Linked DNA regions of Mus musculus: all the other regions are linked to region 4. The links are chromatin contacts, called in public promoter capture Hi-C maps. All regions are on one chromosome and are shown on one strand. The core of a region is the stretch at or near the end of the contact, and the rest is flanking DNA. Distances in the headings are between cores, read along the strand shown.

Region 1 (4,946 bases), core at 927-3,426, 1.1 Mb before region 4:
ACCCCGCACCCTGTGGCAGAAAGAACACTTGCCGTGTGATACACATGTGCGTTTGTGTAAATAGCACGTGTGCCCAACTCAAGTAAGCACAGCCTGCTTCGTGTGCTGATCGGTGAGCAGAGCAGTAAATCAAACACAGGTTTCTCAGAGCCACATCTGGACAAGGCAAACCTGCACTCGGGTAACTGGTGACAAGGTAGAAAATGTGAAATTGGGTTGTAGAGGCCAAGTCAAGGGAAGCTTGCTAGGAGGACTTGGGGGCTCATAGCAACCACACTGTGGAGACCAAAGGGCAAGTGATCCAGCCACTGGCCCGTCTCAGCGTCCTGGTCCGGCTTCCTGTTTTGAGAGGTGGTGGGAGTACTCCTGCTTGGAAGGACTCAGATGAGCCTGGAATGACTCAATGGAGCAGAATTCTTTCTTTTTTCACTTACCAAATTAAGCACAAATGCTAACACTTGCTTTTTTGCCAATCTATCTTTAGAGAGATTAGATTCAGTCTGATGATAAAAACAGTCACGGACGAAGCTAAGAGCTGTTTATTAAATAACTGAGGGATAATACATTCTGGCAAGTCTTGCCCGGAATCTCCATCTCTTCAGCTCCCCCTCCCTCTCTCTCTTCCTCTCCTACCTTCACTGTCTCTATCCCTCTCCTTCCTCCTCCCCCTTTATCCCTTCCCCCACCTCTCTCTTTATGTTATGAAGGTATGCATGGTGCATACATGGAGTCCAGAAGAGGATGTCTGGTGTCCTCTATCACTTTCTGCCCTATTCTCCTGAGATAGTCTTCCACTGAAACTGGAGACCAGCAAGCCCCAGCGATTCTCCTGTCTGTGCTCCTCACAGGATTAAGGTCAGAGGCACACATGCAGCCACTCCCAGCTTTTTATGTGAGTCCTGATGCTTCAGCAGCCATCTTCCCAGCCTGAGACTTTTTTTTTTTTTTTTGGTCTGGGATTTGAAGTTTTGCTCATTTCTGCCTAAGACCCAGAATGATCCCAGGGCTGGTGCTTCACTTAATTGTGAAAATCTGACATTACACTAAGCTCGAGTTTGACCTCCTTTGGTTTGCCTTTCAGTTTTGTAGCTTCAAGGGTATTTTTTCCCCAGCCTCCAGAATACCATAAAGCATGTGTGAGAGATCGTGGTGGCAACAGGAATGGGTGCACCTACCTGTCAGAGTAAGTTAGGATTTGCTACATAAATAACCAGACCCCAAATCTCAGTGGTTCACAAAGAACGTAAGATGTGGGGTCTCAACATTCAGAAGCCAGAGGCAGGAGGATTGTGACCTCTGGGCTAAGTAGCTAGGAAAGGAGGAAGGGAGGAAAGAAGGAGGGAGAGGGAGAGGGAGAGAGGGAGGGAAAGAGGAAAGAAGGAAGTAAGGAAAGAAGGAAAGAAAGAAGGGAAGAAGGAAGAAGGGGGAAGGGAGGGAAGAAGGGAGGCAGGAAGAAGGCAGGCAGATAGGAAGAAAGCAGGAAGACAAGAGGAAGGCAGGAAGGCAGGCAGGCAGAAGGGAAAGAAGGCAGGAAAACATGAAGAAGGTAGGAAGGCAGGCTGCTTACTATTCTGCTCTAGGTAAAGTCTGCTTGGGGCCCAGGCTTATGGAATGACTTCTCTGGAACTTGATGTGACAGAGGAAAAGATACATGGCCAGGCACATGCTGGCTTTGACTGGTTTCTGTCTGGAGATGGCATAGCTCGGATCTGTCCACATTTTGTGGTTTGAAGTAGTTGCTTGGGTTTGGTTGTGTTCAGCGGGAAGGAAAACATATAGTCTTTCTTGGAGGAGGGTCTCTTCAGGGAGGGAAACCTGAATGCTCAGCGAAATTAACAGGCCTAGTACTGAAAAGGGTCCATGTGCCTATTCTTGTCTGCTTTAAAATTAATGGATGAGACTATATATATATATATATATATTTTTTTTTTCCTCAAGAAAAGCCTAAACTTGATTATTTCACTGTGGGAGGTGACCTAAGCCTGGCATTAGTGTTCTCTTTAGGATTCTATGGGGTGGGGGGAGAGGGAGTAGGGCTAATGTGTGAAGAGCATTCTTACAGTCTCTCCCTCATCTTTGAAGCCCAGTCACACATAAAAGTCCCAGCTCAGGCCTAGGCCTGCCCATTCTGAGCCAAGCCACACCCTCCTTACAGGCCCTGGAGAGCCCTCCCCCTCTGTGTACCCTGGGTGGCCCAGCCCTCCAGAGGGAGGCATCTCCCTCAGGAGAGTAGAGGCCCCTCAGTCCCATCTGGATCCCAGAGCCCAACCATCTTGGTGAAGGCTGCCCAGGGTGTCAGTCAAACTAAAGAATATTCTTTTAGTAGTGAATAACCATGTAGGGCTGGCAGGGCTCCCTCCGCCTGACAGATGGCGAACACATGCCTGGGGCGGCTCGGCTGCACATCAATCTCTCTCTGCTGCTTTCAGCACGTCCTTCCAGCCGGGATCCTTTCTAGCCTGGCTTGTGATCACCATATAGAGTGTCTTTCTGAGGCCGCCCTGTGTGGAGAGATGTCTCCAAGGAGGAGCGGGACGTCTGGGCACTGGTATCGCATGCGATCGGACAGGTGGTCTGCTTTTCTCCTGAGGAGAGCTAGCTCTACTCTTAGTCCCCATCACAGTTCCTGTGTGGGACATGGGGACCTGGAAATCACCCTGGTAACTGGGAACCATTTGGGGTTTCTAAGATTACACCCTGCTGGTTATTACTAAGCTTTGCCTACACTTTAGATCTCAAAACCAATTTTTCAAAACAAGTCCTTGAAGAAGCTTAAGGCATGTTGGAAAAGGCAGCATGAAGAAGCTCTTGTGATTAATAAGAGAGGGGATTTGGGGAAGTCTGGTCCATACCTGGAGACACAGTCTTATGGGTTAAGCAGCATGCTCCGCTGTAGGCAGGATAGCTAGCTAGAGTCTTAGTGCTGAGCTGCCCTGATCTGTGCTCTCTCATTATCATGACTTGGAAAGCTACCCGTGGGCCAACAGCTTTCAGATTTCTACTTCCATCTCAGAGCATAGCTAACCACCTTCTGGATACTTCCACCAGCTATCTTCCTACATCCAGAACCAAGATCAAGGCAGCTTCCTGGAGCCTGGATTTCTCCACAACCCTTTACTATTTTTGTCAAACTAATCACCCTCTCCCACTGGCCCTGGCAGAGACCCAAGAATTAATCGATCTACTTTATACCTCATCCACCCAATCCACCAGAAAATTCTTCCTGGTTATCTTTAGGCATCCACCATCCTGGCTCTTTGCCTTCATGGAAGCCAGTTCCCTGTAATCCTCTATTATTTTTGTTCCGGGACTATTTGCCACTCTTCCCTCTTGTCTTATCCTCTTTTTAAATCCATTCTCCTCTCAGCTGCCACTGGGATCTTCCAACAGAAGATGGACTGGCTTGTATGAGACATGACACTCTTCGGGGCCTAGATAGCCAAGCTCTTCTCATTAGCTGCCATGAACAGATCTATGGCTATTATCAGTAAGACTACTACTGCTGTGGCAAATAACATGGGGATCTTGCCAGAAGGTTAATTATGTAGAGCGTGGAGGAGAACAGCTGCTCACCTTCTGACAGCTTAAAAGAGAGAGAGAGAGAGTCAGGAGAGGTCTGGGCCCCATGTATGCATCACTAATGTCCCAACTTCCTTCTTCTACTAGGCTCTACCTCTAAAAGGTTCTCCTACCTTGTTATAGGGCCTTGGACTGCTGATGGAGATTTTAGGACATGGTCCTCTTGGTGCATTTATCCAAACCACCACAGACTCTCATTCTCGCCCCATTCTGACCCACCATACCTCATTCCTTTATGATCTGCCAGCAGCACCGGCTTCTTGGAATCTCCTATTTGTCAAAGCTCTCCCAAGCTTCAGAGACTTCATATCTTTCCCTATTGCCTAGGCTGTGTTTCCTCAGTTTTCCACTCACTCCACCTCTCTTTTGTCCTCAGGTCTCTGCTTAAAAGTGTGTAGCTTGTAGAAAATAGACTGATGGATGGTTCTATAATCTGTGTCTAGATGACAGACTCTGGCCAGGATGAAATGGCTCATAAAAGGCTTTGCTTTGAGCATAGAACTGGCATGAGCTGGTTATACTGAAATGAAGAAATGCTTAAGGCAAATAGATCCTTCAGAAAGTCGCCACAATATCCAGGTGAGAGATTAGTGGGTAGAGCTGGGGAGGTGGCCAAAAGGGACCTGGGGACCAGGGTCAGATTGGTGGTAGAAATAGGCCCACCTTTCACAGTCTTTTAAGAAACTATCAAGGGCCAAAGGAAAAATATCCAGCAAATGCCTTTCTTCTGGGACTGCTTGCTGTCGTGGGGGAGCATCCTCTGTACAGTCCGCTGTTCCCAGTCTAGATTAATCTATAGGACTGTTTTATATTTTACATCTGTAGTTCCTGCTGGTTGGGCAACCTTCCTGCCATTGCCTAAGTCAAGTCACTCTGGTGTCTTGCATATGTACTTGTAGAAAAAGAGTCGTCAAGATCAGAAGGTGGCCAAGCTCCTCCAGAAAAGCAGCTGCATGCTTCCCCACTGAGAGAGGAGAGCTGAGCAGCCCGGGAACCGAGCTCCCAGGGGCACCCTCAGTGGGAACATCCCAAGACCATCTGTCTCACATCACAGCCAAGTCACACACACATACACACAAAAAAAAACCTTCTAGAAAACTGTGTGAATTACTGCTTACCAAAAATAGTAATGATGGGGGGGGGGTGAGAAACCCAACGCCAAGGCCCGCCCACCATATGCCTTCTCACACTGTGAGCGCTGTTAGACATGGGTCCGGTATCGAGTTATTGACAGCAGATTTTTGCAGGAAGGGGACATTCTCGCTCAATTTACTGTCTGCTTTTTTATGTGTTTGGGAGTTTGCTCAAAGAGCAGCAAACCCAATTCAGGTTAGCATAGAGGTGAAGGTCATCTTCATTTCCCATTT
Region 2 (4,798 bases), core at 1,868-4,367, 1.2 Mb before region 4:
TGAGCTACATCATGTACCCAGCCTTCAGGCTTTTTTTTAAAGCATAGTATGAATTACTGTTTCTTTAAAATTATGGTTTGAAATAGGGTCTCACTTTGTAACCCTGACATGCCTGGAATTCACTACATAGATCTGCTTGCCTCTGCCTCCTCAGTGCTGGTTTTAAAGACTTGCCCTATTAACACTGGGCTGGATTGTGGATATTAATTTCCTTACTTCATTCATCACAGTGCTAACATGCTGGGCTGGGGAGATGGCCAAGTGCTTGCTGCAGTTAAAATAGGGAAAAGAGAGAAACTGAGGAAAGATCCCAGTGTCAACCTCTGGCCTCTACCTGTGCTGCTGGGATGAGTGAGTGCATCTGTATACATATATGTGCATATGCATATACTGACCTTAGATCTCAAACCAGGACAAATGGCTAACTGGGTTGCTTATTAACATATCAAAGCAGACTGGCCACTAGGTTCTCTCAGCATCCCTCAGTTCCTACCTGTTGCAGGGTCCTGGTTGGCATACCCTGCCCCTACCCTGAACTCTCCAGTCAGAAGCTGGGTTGCTTTTCCCTATATAATACAGACATTTTGGCCTTTTAGTCTCCTGGCTTTTCCCTCTCCCTCCCTCTCCTCACTTGGGCATGGTTCAGGGTCATGTTTATTCTGGACCCTCCCAGATGTCTCTGCCTCTGGCTATATCTTCCTTTTGTCTACAACAAACCATCATACCTAAGAGCACTCATGTCCTTTTTATTTTATTTTTTTATTAAACTACATTAGTGGAGTTAATTGAAAAAGAAAAACATTTGTTATGCAGTGTTTGGGTGTGTGCACACACACAAGTGCATGTGCTATATGGCTCGTGTGGAGATAGATAGCCAGAGGATCACTTTTGTAATTGGTCTCTCCTTCCAACGTGTAGGTTCTAAGGATCAAACTCAGGGCTTCAAGCTTGGTAGCAAGTGTCTTCTATACTTTGCTAACCTGGTTAGCAAAGATGAATGAGGTTCTGGTGTAGTTAATATTAAATATTGCCAGCCCTATCTCAGGTCTTAAATTAGGGTAATGAGTGGAGATTTCCTTTTATTCAAGGGTGTGGTGTTTAGAATCATCCTTCGAAGGACCCATTAGGTTTTCTTTTCACCTGAGTTGTTTTTGGTTGATCTTTCAAGGTTTCCCTGCCCTGATTGTCAGGTCCAAAGAGTACCCCAGTTTCCCTCAAAAGGGCACTGATCAAAAGGGCACCAAAATTGAGTCTAGGCCCAACTCAACCTGGACTATAGGAGGATTTTGGCAGTAAGATAAAAGCCAGCATTCCTCAGAAGGGACGTGTGGCTCCATTGACATGTTTCTGTGATGCATAGGCCTCCAGGCTCCCTCAGTCTCTACCTAGTCTCCTGCCTGCCATGTCCCCTCCAGCTCCTCATCCCCTTTATAACCTGTTACTCTCTTTTCCTGTTCTCTTGCTCTCTCCTAGTGCTCTCTATGTTCTGTTCTCTCTCTTGCTATCTCCACTATCCCCTCCCACTTCCCTGGCCATGCCTAGACTGCTTGCAAGTCCATCTTCTTTCTTTTTTTTTTTTAAAGATTTATTTATTATTATATGTAAGTACACTGTAGCTGTCTTCAGACACACCAGAAGAGGGAGTCAGATCTTGTTACAGATGGTTGTGAGCCACCATGTGGTTGCTGGGATTTGAACTCTGGACCTTCGGAAGAGCAGTCGGGTGCTCTTACCCACTGAGCCATCTCACCAGCCCCATCTTCTTTCTCCTTCTGCTCTGGGTACTTTTTTTTTTCTTCTTTTTTTTTTTTTTTTTTTTCGAGACAGGGTTTCTCTGTATAGTCCTGGCTTGTCCTGGAACTCACTCTGTAGACCAGGCTGGCCTCGAACTCAGAAATCCGCCTGCCTCTGCCTCCCAAGTGCTGGGACTAAAGGCGTGCGCCACCACGCCCGGTGTGGGTACTTTTTCTTAACCTACAACACACCTCAGTGGTACATGATGGAGAGAATGGTCATGTTGGCAGTTTTCTGTGCCCCTTCAATACCCCCAATGCAGAACACCCAGAAGAGATACACACAGATGGACCGGGGACACCTCCATGTTCTCCTATCCAAACCAAGCCGCTGATCTCCCCTAAGCTATGGATTGTTTGTTTCTGCTGGCATTTATCCAACTGCCAGGAATCTTCCCATGGTCCAGGTTGAGCTGGGCCTATACTCAATTTTGAACCAAGTCAGTGAGCCTGCGCTTTGGCCACGGAATGAGGAGCCCTTTGGACCTAACACTGGTGTGTGCAGTCAGAACTCAAAAAAACACTATTTTGGCTGTGGAATGCAAGTTAATACTGATCAAAGTGCAATACATCTGAACATGAGAACAAACTTGAGAGTCGTTCTACAGCTTTGAGCTTTTATTCACAAGAACCAGGGATCCTGGGGCTGCTGTCCTAGGGAGAAGTGGGCCTTTTGTGAGGGAGGCCTGAATTTACCAAAAGTGTCCAGAGGAAGAGAAGCCGAATACATGGCATTTATGGTGGATGCCAGTCTTAGGCATTTATGAACGAGAAACAGAAGCGTTCCGCACGAGCACTTGTCTTGAAGTATGCCTGGAAGCATTTTTAGTAATAGTTGTAAATTGGGAATTACCATCATGCCAACCACCGGGGTAGATGGGGGCGCTCTGAACACACGCAGGGAGGTGTAGCCCAGCACCACAGCTGATACACCCTAAGTACTCAGGGGGACTCTTGCCCTTTGTGGGGATGTTGTACTCAGATTTACGTGTTTGCTTGGTTCTGTTCATTTGTCAAGAACGCATCTGTAACTCACTAATCAGGCGCGTCCCGTAGGACATAAATTATACTTTTTAAAAACAAACAAACAAAAACGGAAACGAACCTCAGCCTTTCTGGGGGTGCCGGCTAAGGCAGTTTTTCGGCTTTCCCGGGAGGTGGACACCTCCAAGGAGAGAGCGCACTAGAAGCACCAGTGCGTGGTGCGGGGGTGCGGGGTGCGGGGTGCGGGGCGGGCCGTGGTCGGAGTTCGCGCCCAGGCTCTTCCTGTTCCTGCCGCACCCTCTTCCCGGGCCGCTGGGGGCGGGACCGCGGGCTGGGTTTGGGCCGGGCGGCGGAGGGCAGAGATGGAGGAGCCCAACGCGGCGCCGTTGCCCTCTCGCCTGGCCAGGCTGCTGTCGGCGCTCTTCTATGGCACATGCTCCTTCCTCATCGTGCTGGTCAACAAGGCGCTGCTGACCACATACGGGTGAGGCTGGTTATGAGGGATGCAGGGTGGCCGGGGCTTGGAAAGCCGAGTGTGCTCTGCCTTTACCAAGTCACTACCCAACAAAGTCCACTTGGGATCAAGAACATACACCAGCTGAACTTAAAAGCCACCTTTGCAAGCATTAAGTAAGTTCAGCAACTGAGAAAAAAGTGACGACTTATTTTAAGACAGGCATTCATCAGATAGTTCACGCTGGCCTCGAACTCAAATCCTCATGACTGAGCCTCTCTAGTGCTGTTATTACAGGTTACAACATCATAAACATAAATGTATTTTGAGCAAATCATTACCTTTTAATCTTCGTGGTGTTTTTGAGACAGGATTTCATGCACCCCAGGTTAACTTCTGGACTACCTAATAGTTTTCCTGTCTCCACCTTCCATGTGTGACACCACACCTGTTTTGTACAGAGGAAGCCACCCAAGGCTTTTCATTTTCACTGAGATACATCTCCAGCTCCAAGCAAAACAAACGAAACAAAACAAAAATGCATGTTCCACCGATTACATCTGGACTTGTGTGGTTTGTTTATATAGGCTAATCATCCATTCTCAAATAACCATCGTATTTCTGGATAATCAGAACAACTAGAAGTTTACAAGATCAGCTTTTTTTTTTTTTTTTTTTTTTTTTTTTTTTTTAAGATCAGAGTGGAATGCACCAGCAACTCTGTGCTTCTTTGAACTTATTTGTAAAGACTATAATAATATCCTATTTAATTCTACTCTGTGGTTGAATCCGGAGAGAACTGTGGTTTTAAATCTGGCCCCAGGGGTGATTGCTCCCTGGCCATACTTAGCATTTTCCTTAGATGCAGAACCTAGCTGACTATAAGCATGGTATTAACCTCCTAGGGCCTTGCCTGAGCTGCCACAACCCAGGGCTCTTTGTAAACCCCACAGTTCTGCTTTTTTTTTTTTGTCTTATATTTGGGAAAACTCAGATCCATATCGGGTCCACAAGTTGTAAGTCCAACAGATACTATTGAGTACCTACTATGCTGATCCCATGGTATGTTGTGGAAAAAATGGTATAGACCATGTGGAACATCTTCGATGGAAGTTCTACTTCAACAACAAACAGGTTCAAGAACTGATAAAGCATTGCAGATGTGACCCAAGAGAGAAGAGGGTCAGAGGTTGGGGCCAGAACATCAGGCAGAAGAGAGCAGCAAGAGCTTGGCTTCCTGGAAGAGCAGAGAGAAAGTCAACTTGGCTAGATGACTGGAAGGGAGTGACCAAGTACCAAGAAGACCCCCAGGAGAACTTTACAGGAGGGCGGGGACAGAGCCTTCATAAATTTAATGACAGTGTGTGCTCAGGATGTGACAGCCATATTCTCAGGCACATAGGTAACTGAAGTGAATAGAACAGGTAAACAAAACAAAACGCCTTAATTTCACATCCTAGTGTACCAGCAATAAGCCATTGAATGCCATTGAATGTGTGTGTGTGTATAGGTCAGAGGACAACTTTCAAGAGTCAGTTTTTTCCTTCCACTGTGTGGGTCTCAGGGA
Region 3 (4,940 bases), core at 1,734-4,233, 1.1 Mb before region 4:
TCAGGGTCAGCACAAAATAAACTCTGGTCCAGGGGACCCAAGGCTACATTCCAAATTGACAGCTGAATCTGGATTGTGTAAGAGTTTCCCTACAGGGTATTACTGGTTTTGACATCATGGAAGCTACAAGCTTGAAGGATGTCATGGAGAGAAGCTAAGGGTTGGTATAAGCGTAAAATTTTCTCAAACTACTTTAAAAAGACTTCAAACTCTCCTCTAGCCTACCACTCAACAGAGGTAGTTGAAGAGAAAAGTTATTAGGACATGAGGGAAGACCTGTTTAGAAATAGTTCTTTGAGGGAGAGTTCAGTCTTTGTTGTCAAGATATCAGCAGTTCAGACCAGTAGCAACACCAAATATGAACCAGCAGCTGCAGTCCAGTCCAGTTGACAATCGCCACACATGAACCAGCAAGGGCAGTTCAATCCAGAAGAAACCACAAGGCTCACCAACTGGTCTAAGGCTGTGGAAGCAGCAAGAAGCCACAGGAACCTCACCAGAAGTTCTTTGGCAAGTTTCTCTCAATGGAGTTTTCATAAGCGGAGCTCAGCGACACAATGTAAGAACCAATACTTGTGTGTTGTTAGTGAAGAATATTGAGACAGAGCAAAGCAAACAAGTGCTCAAACTCCCACTGTCTGTGGGGTCATATTTATATTCCTTCATCACATGTCTGCTATAGCAAAACACTCTTTCACATGTCTGCTTCGGCAAAACATCCTTTTACTTGTGTGCCCCAGCAAAACATCATTTGACATAACTGACTTTCCAAAGAAACAAGAAATTCCCACGCTAGGCAGGCACCATGTAGTAGGGTCAGGGTTCCTGAGGAGAGGCAAGGTGGACATTGGTGAAGGTACAGCCTCAGTTGTGGTGGAGACCCCAGCGTATTAGAGATGACCACCGAGAAGAGAGTGAGCAAGCAGTGTATATTCTGGATGCCACAGCCAGAGATGTGGAACCACCCGAGCCATTTGAAATCAGATTGTGTGTGAGTCCCAGATGCAGGACACTGAGCTTTTTTATACTGTTGAATCTTCCATTTGAATTGAGCTACTGTAACTGTGCCCTTGGTCTTCCTTGTTGATATAAGAAACTTTTTTTTTTTTTTAAGAGCCTCAAGTTCCAGCCTCAGCTTGAAAGGAGGTCCTGAGGTGAATGGAAGCAGCTGAAGAAGGACTTGGAGTCAGTGATGGATGCAAACTGACAGCTCTGTGATCTGCTGAGATAGCTCTCTTTTGCAGACCAAAGCACAGTCTTTTATTTGCATAAGCTACTTCCTTAGAGATTGCATATCAGTTTAATCATTTACCCAGGCTCCACTTTGATCACTCCACAAATCAGCATTTAATGACCTTAGCCCCTTGACTCTTAGAAATACAAAGCACATTCAAGGCAAATGAACCAGACAGCAAGCACTTAAAAAAAAAAAAAAGTAAGACCTATGCATTTCGATAGGCACAGCACTTGTGGTTGCCAAGGCTAGAGATAGAGTCTGGTTTTATGTGAGAAAGTTAGCTTTTAGTATAATGCTTTTTACAATTTTTTTTGCAAAAAAAAAAAAAAAAAGCCCTCTCTTGTTTTGTGCTGATGTAAGCAGCACTGAAGCTCATTTTTATAATTCTTAGCTACCTCAATATATTCTTTTAATCTTTGGATTTTTTTCATTTTTATCTCAGCAACTCCAAAGCTTATTATTGGAAAGTATTAAGCAATCCCAGAAAGGAATATTATTAAGCTATCATCTTTTTTCTTGATACCAGACCTTTTGTCTCTCCCCACCTCTATTTGGATTGCACATATAACTACCTCCTTCAGGGAGTAGAATATCTGGATCAAATTTAGTTGTTGATGGCTTCTGGGGAGGAGACCACCATTTACCACTAATATTGTATAACTGTCTATCTGAGCCTTGTTTTTTTTTTTAAACTATTCCTTTCTCTTTTGTGATCAAGGTTTTTTCCTCTATTGACCAAGTCATGTCTCCTTTAATATCTTTCTGACTAAGCTGACTCACTAGTGCAGCTGCCTCTGTTCTTTTGGGTCCATGAAGCCCCTCATACAATTCATATGGCATCCTTATATTGCCTAGTTGAGAAACCCTGTAAAGAACAGTTCTTTATACTGATTTGTGTATTCATGTTTTCGGAGTTCTTTCCCACAGCCTTCAGGGCTTTTCTGAAGATCTTGAGACACATTCTCACTTCCTGGAATCATGCCGCGGGGAGAGCGTTCTCTGAAGGAGGAACATGAGAAAAGCATGTACATTATTATGCACACAAGCTTTCTACTTAGAGCATCTGTCAGCTCTTGAGGAGATCCACATCTTTCTGGCTCTGCTCCAGAGGAGGTGGGTGGGGAACCTTGTCATATTGTCCCTTCGGAAGCCTTGCCAGACCCAGCAAAAGAGGCCACAGTTAAGTGAATTTTGGATATTTAAAGATAACTTGATATTTTTTGTTTGTTTGGCTTTTTTGTTTGTTTGATTTTTGTTTTTCAATACAGAGTTTTTCTGCAGCCCTGGCTGTCCTGGAACTTGCTTTGTGGACTGGGCTAGCCTTGAATTCAGAGATCTGCCTGCCTCTGCCTCCCTCTCCAGTGCTGGGATTAAAGATGTGCACCAGCACGCCTTGCTGATAACTTGAATGTTTTAATCACCAAAGTTTTTAAAGACTGGGGTTTTTTAAGTTATACTGTTTTTATGTTGTGATAGTAACACAATCCTGGGATAAACAAGGAAGGAAAGGTTATGACTTAATAGTGATACATTTGTGTATCAAATTGAAAAGGAATTAATTGTACTGTGTTTATTTATTTATTTATTTATTTATTTATTTATTTATTTATTGTCAGCTTGGCACAAGCTGAAGTCACTTGGGAACAAGGAACTTCAGTTGAGCAATTGCTTTAGTCACACTGACCTGTGTATATTTCTGTAAAGCATTTTCTCGATTAATCATTGATGTGAGAGAGACGAGTCTACTGTGGTTAATGTCACCCTTGACAAGTGGTCAAAAAACACACTGGGCATGTCAATCAGCTGCTTGCCTCTGAAAGATCCTGACAGAATGTAAAAGGTCACAGAAGCCCTGAAATTGGCAAGATAGATGTCACTGTTAGCAGAACTAGCTTCACTGATTTAGAAAAATAGAGGTGCACAATGCTCTGGCCACTCCTTGAACCTGTGTGTCTGCCAATGTTTTGACCGTTCCTTGACTCATGTGTGTGCCCACTGATGAAACCCATTGCCAGGTGTTTGTGATATTGGTTGCTGAGAAAGAGTCAGAAAATCTCCCCAGCAACCACAGCCTGGCCAATCCTGAGTTGATACACCTGCACCAGACTCTTTCCTTGTACCCCTCCCATACCCATTTCTTGAGAATAGACACTGTTTAGATCTGGAAATCCCCTACTCCCCGCTTCTCCTTTCTCCCCTGAGGGCCTATAAAAACTGGGACCTCTTTCCCCTCGAGGTCGACTCCTCTACCCCTGCGTGGGATATGAGTCATCCCCAGAGCTCTGGCTTTCCCTGAATAAACCTCATGTGGTTTGCATCAAGCTTGGTCTATCGTGAGTTCTTGGGTGTCTGCTATTGTTATGAGGCCTGAGCGAGGGGCTCCTCTCAGAGTCTTTCACCTCCATGGTCTCTGCTTCAGTTCCTGCCTCAAGGTTCCTGCCTTGTGGCCCTGTCTTGACTTCCTTCAGTGATTGAGTATGACCTGGGTTCTGAAAGGTGAAATAAACCCTTTGCTCCCCTAAGTTTTGGTCAATGTTTTATAACATTAGTAGAAAAGCATACTTACTATGGTTTGGGTAAATGTCCTCAAAGACACACATGTTAAGTTTGGTCCCCATCCTGTGGTGCTATTGGGAAGTAATAGGGCATTTAAGAGGTAGGACTAGTGAGACTAGTACCACTAGTCTCTTCACGCCTTTCTCTTTGCTTCCCACTGGCTGCGAAAGTATGTAGTTCCTTCTGAGGCCATGCACACACCATGGTTTTCTTCCTGGCCACAGGTCTGAAAACAATGAGGCCAATTGATCATGGAATACAATTATGTGCCCTTCTTAGTGGGTTATCTCAGGTGTTATGTTTTGTCACACTGAGAAAGAACTAATGACATTGTGGTCTACAGGATGTATTATTAGGGTTGCTGGAACACATGTTCTTGAGGCTGCAGGTTGGACCCACCTGCTCGGGAAGAAGAGGACTCCATTTCAAAGACAACTAGTTAGTTCTGGCCAGAGAAAGCTGACTGCCATCCTGGGGCCAGAAGGACTTACCAGGTTGTGCTTCCTCTGAGGCCAAAGGCAGGCTTCTCTGTAGTCGGCCAGTAGGCTTTGAGTTTTCTGAGTCCTGGCTCCACAATGCCCTCTAATGGTCTTGTAGAGAAACTGTGGTGTTGCTCCTACCTAGTCCTTTAGAAAATTCACTGTTGGGTCTGACTTAATGGAGAGGATGTTCTTCAATTTCTTTCTCAAGATTTTAAAGCAGGTGAGGGATGTGTGTGTGCGTGCGTGCATTCATTACAAGAAGGGACAGGAAAGGAGAACATGACAGGACCTGTTTAGGTGGCATAGATTCTAATAAGAAGCCTGACAGTGGTAAGAGTGGACAGTCTCTTCGTCTCTCTGGATTGAGCTCACCACATCACTCAGGAGAAGGTTGGTTTCATAATCTTTCTTTTTTGGTTAGATTGCAAATAGGTTTTAAAAAGTGATTTTAAAACCATATTTAAAAGGTAAATTTCCTAGTTACTAACAAGTAGATAGGTCAGAAACTATAGGGGGAAAAAAAGGAGAAAAAAGAGCCACCTCTCAGGATTAACCGTCCTTTACTCATGGTAAGTTGACTTTTCTTTGAGTTTCTTACTAAATTGATTTATTCTTCCTCCCCTTCCTCTCCCCCCACCCCAAGGTGGAGATTAGAGAAAGACATG
Region 4 (4,536 bases), core at 156-2,655:
CTGGTTTCAATTCCCAGCAACCACATCGTGGCTCACAACCGTCTGTAATGGGATCTGGTGTCCTCTTCTGGTGTGTCTGAAGAGAGCACTGGTGTACACATATACATAAAATAAATAAATGAATCAAGAAGAAGAAGAAGAAGAAGAAGAAGAAGAAGAAGAAGAAGAAGAAGAAGAAGAAGCAGCTGCTGCTGCTGCTTCGGCGGCATCTCAGGCTGAAAACCACCTGCTGTGTAAGCACGAGGACGCAAGTTCGGTCCCCAGAACCTGAGTGGAAAGTTTCAGGTCTGTGATTCCAGTGCTGGGGAGATAGAGGCGGGCATTTTCAAGAGTTGCTGGCTAAACCAATCTACCTGGCAAGCTCTAGGCCAGTGAGAGAACCTGTCTCAAAAACACATAAACAAAAAACGGTGGCCAGCATCTATGAAACCACAGTTGATGTTATCCCTTGTCTCCACATGCGTACACGTATTGCACACGTGCATGTGTGTGTTACACACACAATTCATATGGTCAGATGGGTGAATAAACGTATGGAATCACATATGACTAATGTAAAAAGCCTGGAATTTGACCACTGATGGTGGTTATTTTTAAAGGGGAGGAAGAGGAGAGGAGAGAGAGAGACCTTGAAGCCATGCATAACCTTGAATTTAAACTTGCCCTTTGCTTTTGGTTACTGGGAATTTTTCACCCAGTCAATTTGATGGAGCTGAGCCTCAGTTATTTTCTCTGTAAGGCAAACATAATAGTTCATAACTTGCAATACTGCATGAACTAAGGAGACAATGAAATGTAAGTGCAGGGCACAATCCCTGGAGTCTAAAAGACAAGTCGACAGTAAACAATATTATTCTCTGTAGCTCCCAATACGGGACAACCTAATCTTTACCAACTAGGAAATCACTAGCAGCCTTCTCAAATCACACGGAGCACAACACACCCTTCTGAAATGAATGCGCTAGTTGCACGTGGAAACAAAACAAAAGCACGAGGGATCAGAATTGAATTCAGCATCAACACGAGCCCAGTTGTCACCTTTGAAAACAGCTCTAAGCACCGCTCCGCTGGCCGGTGTGGTTTCCGTCTACCATGAGCACCACCTTTGCAGGTAGCGGTCGCCGCAAGTGCTGAGCGCTAATACTGCGGCTACAATTTATGTGACAGCATCCCAAGGGCTCGCCCCAGACAAGTCAGACAGGATCCCACCGCCTCGCTTCACAAGAGGCGAACAGGATCCCACTGGCTCACCACAGGGCAAGACGGATCGGATCCTACCTGCTCACCCCACCAGAGGTCGTGGGTCCGCATAACCCGGAGCGGCTGCTTGACACCGGAGCTGCAGGTTACCTGTCTCAGCTGCGGTGCTGCTGCAGCTACACTTCCGCAGACTCCGGGTTACCACGGGCTACCAGGCAAACACTAATTGCGTCATCAACACGCGCCAGGGTCGGCCGCTTCCCCCTCCCACCCCCTGTAGGCCAGTTCCTCGGCCGCTACTGCGCAGGCGCAGGGCTGCTAGTGGCCACGGTATCAAGACTCCAGACGCGTGAACTACACGCACGCCTCACTGAAATACAAATGTGTCGTTTTTGCCTTTGAGACAGGTCTCTCTGTGTAGTTCTGAGTGGTCTGGAACCTACTATGTAGACCAGGCTGGCCTCGAACTCAGAGATCAGCCTGCCTCTGCTTCCTGAGTGCGCTGTTTATTCTTCATTCCACATTTCTGAAGCATATGATTGGACTTTACATATTCATCCCAGCACAGTGCCTTAAATAAGATCATACTATGCGCCATACAGACAGTTACAGTATCTGCGGCTACAAAAGTGGGCCAGTTGTGCTTGCCTTTGTAGAGACAATCTTTGGTTGAGAAAGCAAGTTCTGAATAGTTCAACAGAATATTCCCTTTTTAAAAATTCATTTAGTATGTGGGGTGGTGTGTAATTGTATGTATGTCTAGGTACACGAATGTACAAATGGACCCCCTTGGAACTGGAGCTGCAGAGATAGTTGTAAGCTACCCCGTGAGTGCTGTACACCAAACCCAGGTCTTCTGCAACAGCAGCCAATGCTCTTAACCACTGAGTTAAGCTGCACCACATCAGCTAATTCTCGTATGGATGTTCTTAGAGGTACACATATGGAAGTAAGTCTCTGAAAAATGGAAGGAAGTCAGAGCCACTTCACTACAGGAGGTCTAATACCCTCTGAGGAGACTCATTTAACTGGGAAGAGAGGGGAAGGCTATAAAGACCTGCGAGCAAAGCAGCTAGAAGGATCAGAAGCACCTAGTACATGCAGCTTGTGGCGCCCTTGAAGAACACAGGGTGAAACCAACAAGGCCCAAAGGCCCCATCCTGCAGCACATTTCTGGGCCACTGTAAGCAAGGAGCGTGGATTCTGTCGCCAGGGAAGAGTGAGTGACAGGAACTAGTTTTGAAACGCAGAGCAGGCTGCTGTGTGTGCTGGGCATGAAGCACACAGAAAGAAGGGACTGGTGAGATGTGATGGAGAAAAATGGATACATATAAAAGGTAATTTGGAAATTGATGTGACAGGTGGGAAGGATTAGATAAAAGTCTAGACAAAAAAAAAAGTTACTGAAAGTGAGTGCTAGAATAGATTTGTTGAACTCTATAGTGAGAACCAGGTTTGTTCCATCTTTCAATCCTGACTTCTTTGCCTTCCTGTTACCCAACACTGTAGGACCACACACACACACACACACACACACACACACAGTTTCCCCTTTCCGTAACTCTTTCCTTCTTGGACTCCTTATGTTACCATCCCCAAGCCTTCAGCAGGCTTGCAATTCTAAGAGGAGAGGCATGTGAGGAGGCTAAGGAGAGGGGCTCTCCTTCCCTACTACTCGTTAGTTCATTTTGGCCACTAAAATGCTGGCCTGTGTGTAACACCCTACCAATCTTAAAAAGAAATGGTTATAAAAATATCTGTCCACACAAACTCTCCCAAACCTTTTTAAAAGATTTTAAAAATTGTTAAAATATGTATATGTGGGGATCCATGCCCATGAGTGCAAGTATCCATGGAAACCAGAGGCACTGATCACCCCCTCCCCCCGAGCTAGAGTTACAGGCAGATATGGACTGCCAGATGTGTGTGCTAGTAACCAAACTCAGGCTCTTAATCTCTGAGCCACCTCTCCAGCCTCCCAAATCTCCAAAATCTTACACAATAGTGGCTAACTCTACTTTGTTAAACTTTTTTTTTTCCTGGCCAGCTGAAACTGCAAGCTACCTTCTATTCTATCAGGCCACAGAATTTTTCCCTAGCACCCACTGAGATCGTGTGGAAAAGATTGAAAAATCAAAAGAACTTTTTGTGTGTCTCAGCTGGACAAAATCTAATAAAGGAATGGATGGTGCAGACTACTGACTATCTCCCAGCACCCAATATTTTTTCTTCATAGGAAGGAAACTTCGATTTTTAGATAAATTTTAGGGAGAAGCAGCTCATAGCAGAACCACACGATCTCACTGGGGGGCTAGGAAAAGATTGTGTAACCTTATTAAAATCTGCTTTCATTCTGCCTTTTCTAATACACTAGGCTGACCTAAGAGGAACCCTCAGGAAGTAAAGAGGGTCTGTGTAGTCAGTGGAAAAATAATATGTGCCAAGTCTTCATACTCCAGAATCTCTGGGTTCGAGGCACACTAAATCTCCAGCCACTAAAGGAAAACACAAACCATTCCCGAGAAACAAAGCTTTCATTTTTTCTCGTCTGATTGGCCAGAGAATGTTAATAAATTACTTTATCATTTTAAAATTTCAACTTTATATTTCTTCTACCTATCCACAGTAGGAAATGTAGTCCCATACGCCTGCAATTTCGTAATAGAATTTCCTCAAGCTTAAGAAACTCAGTCTTGGCTTAATAATCATCAAGTAGGATGAGTGTTAAGGCCCAAATATAGGATTTGAAATATTTGTGGGATTCTGGAAGAAAAGTCCTATGAGAAGAGGGGATTAGAGCAGAGGAAAGCTGAATGTGATGGTTGCTAAGTATCCCCTTGGTGCTTTGGTCCACATGGGTCAGAGAAGTTGCTGCAGATATCATGTGCAGCCTACACTAAGTTGGACCCCGGGGCCTGTAGTCAAGTGAGGCAGAGGCAGACAAACATCTCAAGTTGAAGTCCAGTATGTTCTAACAGTGAGTTCCAGGCCATAAGGAGGCTCTGTATCAAATAAACAGACAGCGGTGTTTCAGCCCTCATTAGTGCAGAGCCTCTAGATGCAGAGACTTCTTTTCAGCACATAGAGTGGAATGGGGATGTGCAAAGTTAGGCATCAATATTCCTGATACTTACCTGTGTGACCTATGCTCAAGTTCTCTTTTTCCTCCTTTTGGTAGCATTGACTGCATCAACATCAAAGAACCTGCTCTCCATTGAGGAGATCAACCTAATTTATTGCCTTATAGGTTGGAGTTTTAGATTTGTGTCCTAGATGGAGTAAATCTAGGATTGGGGAGCAGGAGGCAAACCAAGGAGAGGGGATAAAATTAGGATG

Evidence for each region. Promoter capture Hi-C pulls out the DNA fragments that hold promoters and counts their contacts.
Region 1: a contact with region 4 is called in a promoter capture Hi-C map of second pharyngeal arch cranial neural crest, with 4 times the contacts expected there. The contact joins the enhancer-like site here to the promoter of Aopep in region 4. A contact is called at or near these places in 8 of 39 promoter capture datasets (the 3T3-L1 cell line, cranial neural crest, frontonasal cranial neural crest and 4 more) and 2 of 115 datasets of contacts at active chromatin or transcription factors (embryonic stem cells and stem cell-derived neural progenitor cells).
Region 2: a promoter capture Hi-C map of liver shows a contact between it and region 4, with 3 times the contacts expected there. The contact joins the promoter of Slc35d2 here to the promoter of Aopep in region 4. A contact is called at or near these places in 6 of 39 promoter capture datasets (the 3T3-L1 cell line, the C10 cell line, cranial neural crest and 3 more), 1 of 484 Hi-C or Micro-C datasets (Th1 cells) and 1 of 115 datasets of contacts at active chromatin or transcription factors (pancreatic cancer cells).
Region 3: a contact with region 4 is called in a promoter capture Hi-C map of liver, with 3 times the contacts expected there. The contact joins the enhancer-like site here to the promoter of Aopep in region 4. A contact is called at or near these places in 8 of 39 promoter capture datasets (the 3T3-L1 cell line, cranial neural crest, hippocampal neurons and 4 more).

The regions. Positions count from the first base shown.
Region 1 is chr13:64,018,456-64,023,401 of GRCm38.p6, reverse strand. No RefSeq gene overlaps it. Among named protein-coding and RNA genes, the nearest start is that of Gm30999, 35 kb to the left of the region's middle. Within about 2 kb of position 2,176, at least 65 of the 459 cell types and tissues checked have an H3K27ac peak or open chromatin away from gene starts, as enhancers often do. A contact at or near this core is called in embryonic stem cells, hippocampal neurons and second pharyngeal arch cranial neural crest, where this site is marked.
Region 2 is chr13:64,127,649-64,132,446 of GRCm38.p6, reverse strand. Slc35d2 (solute carrier family 35, member D2) reads left to right here and starts at 3,117. Exons shown (of 12, transcript NM_001001321.3): 1 at 3,117-3,261. The coding sequence starts at 3,140.
Region 3 is chr13:64,050,499-64,055,438 of GRCm38.p6, reverse strand. No RefSeq gene overlaps it. Among named protein-coding and RNA genes, the nearest start is that of Gm30999, 3.3 kb to the left of the region's middle. Within about 2 kb of position 2,983, at least 2 of the 459 cell types and tissues checked have an H3K27ac peak or open chromatin away from gene starts, as enhancers often do. A contact at or near this core is called in liver, where this site is marked.
Region 4 is chr13:62,961,762-62,966,297 of GRCm38.p6, reverse strand. Aopep (aminopeptidase O) reads right to left here and starts at 1,405. Exons shown (of 16, transcript NM_001289926.1): 1 at 1,279-1,405.